Linked DNA regions of Oryctolagus cuniculus: region 1 is linked to region 2. Evidence: chromatin contacts called from public Micro-C data. All regions are on one chromosome and are shown on one strand. Each heading gives the region's core, a stretch centred on a gene start, on an enhancer-like site or on the middle of the called end of the contact. The rest is flanking DNA. Distances are from core to core; before and after follow the strand shown. Region 1 holds the start of PHTF1 (putative homeodomain transcription factor 1). Region 2 holds the start of DCLRE1B (DNA cross-link repair 1B).

Region 1 (3,119 bases), core at 521-3,020, 160 kb before region 2:
TCTCCTATTATAAATTAATAAGCTGCCATTCTCCATTACACATCAGTCTTTGGTTGCTTGGTCAACAGTTAAGAACCTGAGAATCTGCTTAGTTCTAAGGGCAGTATAAAAAAAAATTTAAGAGCCTGCAAACCTTACATTAAGATCATACCCTAAACACATGATTTAAAAACTGCAGGCTCACAGGATGGAGTTAGGTCAAGAATGGATTCTATTCGAGCTGCACAGTGATAAGGAACAGAAGGAGGGGAGGCAAGGGAAGAAAAAGACAATCAACACCTATTAGAGTCTGGATATTTCACATTTATTTCCAGTTTCTCTTGAAAATTCTGAACCTCTGCCAATAGTCGGCCCAATACTTGCTATATGGTAAAAACTGACCAGAGCTAAGTTTAATCACTGCCCCATCTACACAGGCCACTCGCTGTCTACTTCATAGGCCCACCCCTTCCGTTTCCCAATGCTGTGGCCAGATGTCATTTACCATTATGCTTGTACTATTGTTATCCTTATAAACCCCAAAAACTAAACAATGCCATACTTGGTGGAAAAAAGTACAATTAAAAAAAAAGTATAACCCACTCTTCATATTAACACAGCAAAACAAAACTAGAATCAGACAAATCAATTTACCTTAATCTGAGTCTGTTCGATTGACTTTTCCCATATCTGCTGATCATATGCTCCAATCTGAAACAGGGAGCAGGCTATTTAAACAATGCAGAAGAAATCCTTATATTTCAGTCAAGCTTCACAAAAGTCACGAACCTATTAAGTACCCAGGTGATGACTGGAAAATGTTGGTGCTTCTCCGATTTAAAATAAATTAAACCCTTGTAAGGGCTGTTTCCTTCAAAACTCTACAATAGCTAGATCCAAAAGTAAGCTAAAAAGTATCACTCAAAATATTGCAAGTTCATATTAACATAAAAGAGGTTTCCACTTCTCAGGGAAAACCAGAGCACCCCAAGCTGAGCGGCGTAGATCAGCGATTCGCGTCTTTGGAAGAAAAAGTTTGATCAGAAGCAAATGTCCGTGGCTGGTGGATGCAAGCTGGACAAAGGGTCCCCGAAAATCTTACTGCGGGCCCCAAAACCGGCGTCAGAAGCCATAATGACCCTGCACATCCCTCTTTCCATTGATGTTGAGACATCACATATGAGTCCTGGCATTTGCAAACTCCTAACACGATACTCGTTGGCGGAGCTTTTTTTTTTTTTTTTTTTTTTTTTGCAGGAAATACGCTTTACAAATAAACAATATATATATACCGATATTACCTTCTTTTGGTACCACGATATAGCATCTCTCTCATTTGAGGCCATCTGTGACTCCAGCCAGAAAATGGGATTTCACTGAAAACGAAGGAAAACCAGCGGGTGAGGCCAGTCGCTGAAGGCTACTCTCCCGACTCCTCTCAGCCTCTCCATGAGCTGCTGACTATCTCTTTCTCCGGCTGTTCGCCAGCGACAAAAAAAAAAAAAAAAAAAAAAATACTGGCGCAGTGGCGACCGAAGAAGCCTCTGCAATGGTCGGTGCGAGGGTGTTTAGGAGGCAGGCGAGGGGGAGGGCAGGGGACGGCGCTGGAGCAGGCCTCGCCGCCCCTCCGCGGCCCGGCGGCCGCCTCTCACCTGGCGCCCGCCGCCCCGCAGGCCGGCGGCCCGGACCTTCCTCCTCAGCGGCCCCCGCCCGGCCGTGAGGCCCGCGGCGAGGCTGCCGGCCCTGCAGGCCGCATCTTCCCCCCGAGGCGGCGACGCCGGCGGCGCCGTTACCATGGAGACCGCGGCGGCCGCCCGGGGCTCGCAGGCAGTCCGCCGCCCAGCGCCCAGAGGAGGGCAGTCTGCCGCCTCCGACACGGCGCCGCCGGGCTGACCAGACAAGGAGCACTGACTGAACCGGGGGATGAAAGGGCTAAAAAGTGAAGGGGAGCTTCGCTAGGCCGCCAGTCGCTACGGCAACGGCAGAAGGCTTTGGGCCCGGCTGGAAGACACAGGTGCAGGGGCCCCAGGGCCCCGGGGTAGGCGGGACGGCGGCGCTCGGGCTCCGGGGCCCGGCCGGCCGTGACTCAGCCGGCGCAGAGCTGGCTGCCGCAGCGGGGCCGGCCGCGGGGCCGCGGGACTCGGCTTCCGCTTTCCGGCTCTCGCAGCCCAGCTGGCTCCGCCCCTGGCCCGGACCTTTCCGCCGAGCTCGGCCCGGCCAGGGGACTGAGAGGCGCCGCGACTGGGGGCCGCGAGCAGGGTCCCCGCAGCACCCTTTCGGGGCTCGGCCTCCAAGTCGCCTCCTCAGAAACGGCCTTGCCACCGTGGACCTGTAGGCGGTCGGGCCTGCTAGCCTAACAGTCCCGGGTCCGGCCCTTCGTAGCACTTGATTTCCTGGCTGAAAGCCTGCCCTGCGCCAGCGGGCCGTGGGGCCCGGCAACGAGCGCGGATAAGGTTCTCGGCGTTGGCTGGAGGAAGGGATGTTTGAGCTCACGCTGGCCGGACCCAGAGGTCTGGCAGGGGCCGCAGGCGGCGGCCCCGGCACTCCTCCGGTGCTGGAGGGTGAGGGAAGAGGACGACCACAGCTGAGGCCCGTGGGCGCACAGACTTCTCAAATTAGAGTAAAGGGAGGTGGCGCGGCAACGGCGTCCAGGTTGAGCGCAAGCAAGGCCCCCGCCCAGGAAGCACAAATATCATGGGCCAAAACATTTTTTAAAAAGGAATTCAAGCCGGCGCCGTGGCTCACTAGGCTAATCCTCCGCCTTGCGGCGCCGGCACAGCGGGTTCTAGTCCTGGTTGGGGCGCCGGATTCTGTCCCGGTTGCCCCTCTTCCAGGCCAGCTCTCTGCTGTGGCCAGGGAGTGCAGTGGAGGATGGCCCAAGTGCTTGGGCCCCGCACCCCATGGGAGACCAGGAGAAGCACCTGGCTCCTGCCATCGGATCAGCGCGGGGCGCTGGCCGCAGCCCGCTGGCCACGGCGGCCATTGGAGGTTGAACCAACGGCAAAGGAAGACCTTTCTCTCTCTGTCCACTCTGTCAAAAAATAAAAATAAAAAAAGGAATACAAGCAGGCTGGTAAAAGGAGAAAGGAAGAGTTGCGCCCAGAATTGAATACTTGAGGATAGGCTAGTATTAAGGAAAG
Region 2 (3,112 bases), core at 609-3,108:
TCAACCCAGACAGGAAGCCAGAAAATGCTTCTCAGAGGAAGTAATACTTCGACTGAATGAGCAGGAGTTCGTGGCAGATGTGACAGAGAGGCGATGCTACAACGTGGGAAAGAAGGCTGCATTCTTTCGGAGTAGCTGAATCAGCAGGGTGGTCGCTGGGTGCTTACAGTAAGCTTGGACCTCATTCTGTAGATTACAGATTCTTGGGTTCCATCCCACTCTACTGAAATCAGAATCCATTGTTAGACAGGATGAAAAATACATATATATATATATTTTTTTTTTTTTTGATAGGCAGAGTGGACAGTGAGAGAGACAGAGAGAAAGGTCTTCCTTTTGCCATTGGTTCACCCTCCAATGGCCACCGCGGCCAGTGCGCTGCGGCCGGCGCACCGCGCTGATCCAATGGCAGGAGCCAGGTACTTCTCCTGGTCTCCCATGGGGTGCAGGGCCCAAGGACTTGGGCCATCCTCCACTGCACTCCCTGGCCACAGCAGAGAGCTGGCCTGGAAGAGGGGCAACCGGGACAGAATCCGGCGCCCCGACCAGGACTAGAACCCTGTGTGCCGGCACCGCAAGGTGGAGGATTAGCCTAGTGAGCCGCGCGCCGGCCAAAATACATATATTTTTAAAAAGGCATCCGAGGGGGCTTTTGTGCATAGTAAATTCTGTGAACCACAGCTGTAGGCATGAATTATGTGTTCAGATTTGTTACAGTGGAAACATTCTGACTTAAATGGGGCAAGGTGACCTACTAGTTAGCTATTGCAATTGGCTTTGGTAATGAAGGCCTGAACCAGAACACCAGCAGTGCCAATAAGAGAGAGAGACGCGGAGAGGCTGGATGTTTAGAACTGTGAGATCATCCCAGCTGACAAGAGAAGTGAGGCTCAGGTGCCAAGGTTGACTCATACAGACGGCCGGCTGGCGTCCCTCATTGACACAGACACAAGCGGAAGAGCAGGTTCGGGGCTGGGGGAAGGACCTTGGTGCTCTTTTGGGCAAACCTTTGATGAACTATCCTGGTGGAAATGCCAGGCAGGCAGTAGGACAAGGGCATCTGAAGCAACAAAAGGAGGTCTGTGCTAAACATTATCCCAGATCCGGAAGTCGGCGGTTCAGTGTGCCTGTTACAGCCTGAGCCCGGGGCTCTCCCACCAGCACGCTCCTGAGAAGCAGGAGGAAACCCCCACCGCACAACCGCCGCGGGTGACGGCGTGCACTCCTTCCCAGGGGCTGGGGGGCAGTGGGCGGTACCTAATCACTCGCTGGATGACGTTCCGGTAGCGCAGCCTATCAGCCTGAATGTGAGGGTTACACAGAGCCTTCTTCAGCTCCTTCACCACGTCCTCCGAGCCTAAGTAAGGCATCCTCGCCAACAGTCTCGGGCCACTTCCCACCGCGCCCCGGCAAAGCGTGGACGCCTTCAGGTCCTGATGCGGAGCCTGAACGAAGGAAACGTCGGTCAGGGAGAAGACACCCCACCCCACCCCGGAGCCGGAGCCCGAGTCCTGGGAGCCTCGCACCCTGGGGAGCTCCCTCCCTCCGCCCCGGGCCCTTCAGACCTCACCCCGCACCTGCAGGCCGATCGCTCCGCCTACAAATCACACCCGCTACCTCTAGGCCCCGCGTCCTATTTGCAACCCCGCCGCGGACAACCCCGCCCTCTCCAGTTCCAGCCTTTCTTGCCGGCTCCGATAGGCCCAATCGCGCTGTCGGCGGAAGTCCCGCCCCCTCGCGGAGGGCCCTCCTCTAGCAGTTGCCTCTCCCTGCGAGCGCCGAGCGCGGTGGCGATCCCGACCTTAGGGATGCCCTTCCCCCAACCTCTCACCTTTCAGCGCAGCCGCGAGGCTACCTCTGGTGGAGCTGCGGCGGGCCATCGGAAATCGGCTGCTTCGGCCTGTCTCCTCCCTGCAGCGCGCGCTTTGAGTGCTGGGGCCGGCCCTGGGCTCCCGCGCGGGAAGGAGTGGCTCTCTGTGCCGCGTCTTCCGCGGTTTGCGTCCTGGCTCCGACGGTGCCCACTCTAGCGCCTTCTCTACTGAGCTGACTTTTCCCTTAGGGCCCGTGGCCCAGTTCCTGCCCCAGCATGACGTCTGAGGCGCCGTGGTGGAAGCCTGGCGCTGGAACGCAGTTCCCAGGAAGACCCCACCGGTGACTCGAGCCCCGCCACCATGAACGGGGTCCTGATCCCGCACACGCCCATTGCTGTGGACTTCTGGAGCCTGCGCCGGGCTGGTAGCGCGCGGCTTTTCTTTTTATCCCACATGCACTCGGACCACACGGTCGGCCTGTCCAGCACCTGGGCCCGGCCCCTCTACTGCTCCCCAATCACTGCCCACCTCTTGCATCGTCAGCGACAGGTACGGGGCAGGGGACCGGAGTCGGCCTCCGCAGAGCTGGTCCTGGCGTCCGGGTGGGGAATTCTGACCTGTCACAGCCTTGGGAATCAGAGTGGGCCCCCCGGACGGCTGATTTTGACAAATGTGGAGTAGTTTGAATCCAGCCGAGCGTGGCTTCCAACTCACCGATTTGAGTATTTTAGTTGGGGAAACCTTTCAGCCCACCCACAGAAATTATCCCTACCTTTTCCCATAAACTAGGCCCATGTTTCCTAAACGTGTCTTATCTTAATCCACCTAGGCTGGGGAAATAGACATCGTCCAGCCCCCTCCCACGCCCCCCGATCTGATTCAGTAGGTTGGTGTGGATCCTAAAAATCTGGCTGGAATTTTTTTTTTTTAACAGTTGCCTCAAGGGATTATTAGGACCTGGAGAAAATCTGAGAATCCTTGACTGGATTGTTTTCTGAATGCTTGGAAGTTGTCTGAAGGGCAGGGTGGGGAACGGGAGGAGGATGGGTGGATGCTTGGGAATCCTCAGCCCGGCTTCTGCCCCAGGGTGACTCAGGATTCTGTCAGCTTTCCTTGGTTTGTATACGGGATAGTCCCAGGGATGCCCTGTTGCTCCCCCAGGTGTCCAAGAAGTGGATCCGAGCCCTAGAGGTCGGTGAGAGCCACGTGCTGCCGCTCGATGAAATTGGACGAGAGACCATGACTGTAACCCTCTTGGATGCCCATCACTGCCCTGGTTCTGTCATGTTTCTCTTCGAAGG

The links. Hi-C and Micro-C count contacts between places; a contact is called where the count stands out from the background.
Region 1: a contact with region 2 is called in a Micro-C map of ear pinna, with 4 times the contacts expected there. The contact joins the promoter of PHTF1 here to the promoter of DCLRE1B in region 2. A contact is called at or near these places in 2 of 6 Hi-C or Micro-C datasets (ear pinna and psoas muscle).

The regions. Positions count from the first base shown.
Region 1 is chr7:56,625,398-56,628,516 of mOryCun1.1, reverse strand. It overlaps PHTF1 (putative homeodomain transcription factor 1), which reads right to left and starts at 1,770. Exons shown (of 19, transcript XM_070077843.1): 1 at 1,632-1,770; 2 at 1,281-1,355; 3 at 634-690. The coding sequence starts at 1,325.
Region 2 is chr7:56,466,745-56,469,856 of mOryCun1.1, reverse strand. DCLRE1B (DNA cross-link repair 1B) reads left to right here and starts at 1,858. Exons shown (of 3, transcript XM_051856148.2): 1 at 1,858-2,360. It overlaps AP4B1 (adaptor related protein complex 4 subunit beta 1), which reads right to left and starts at 1,711. Exons shown (of 11, transcript XM_008264641.4): 1 at 1,578-1,711; 2 at 1,258-1,445. The coding sequence starts at 1,370.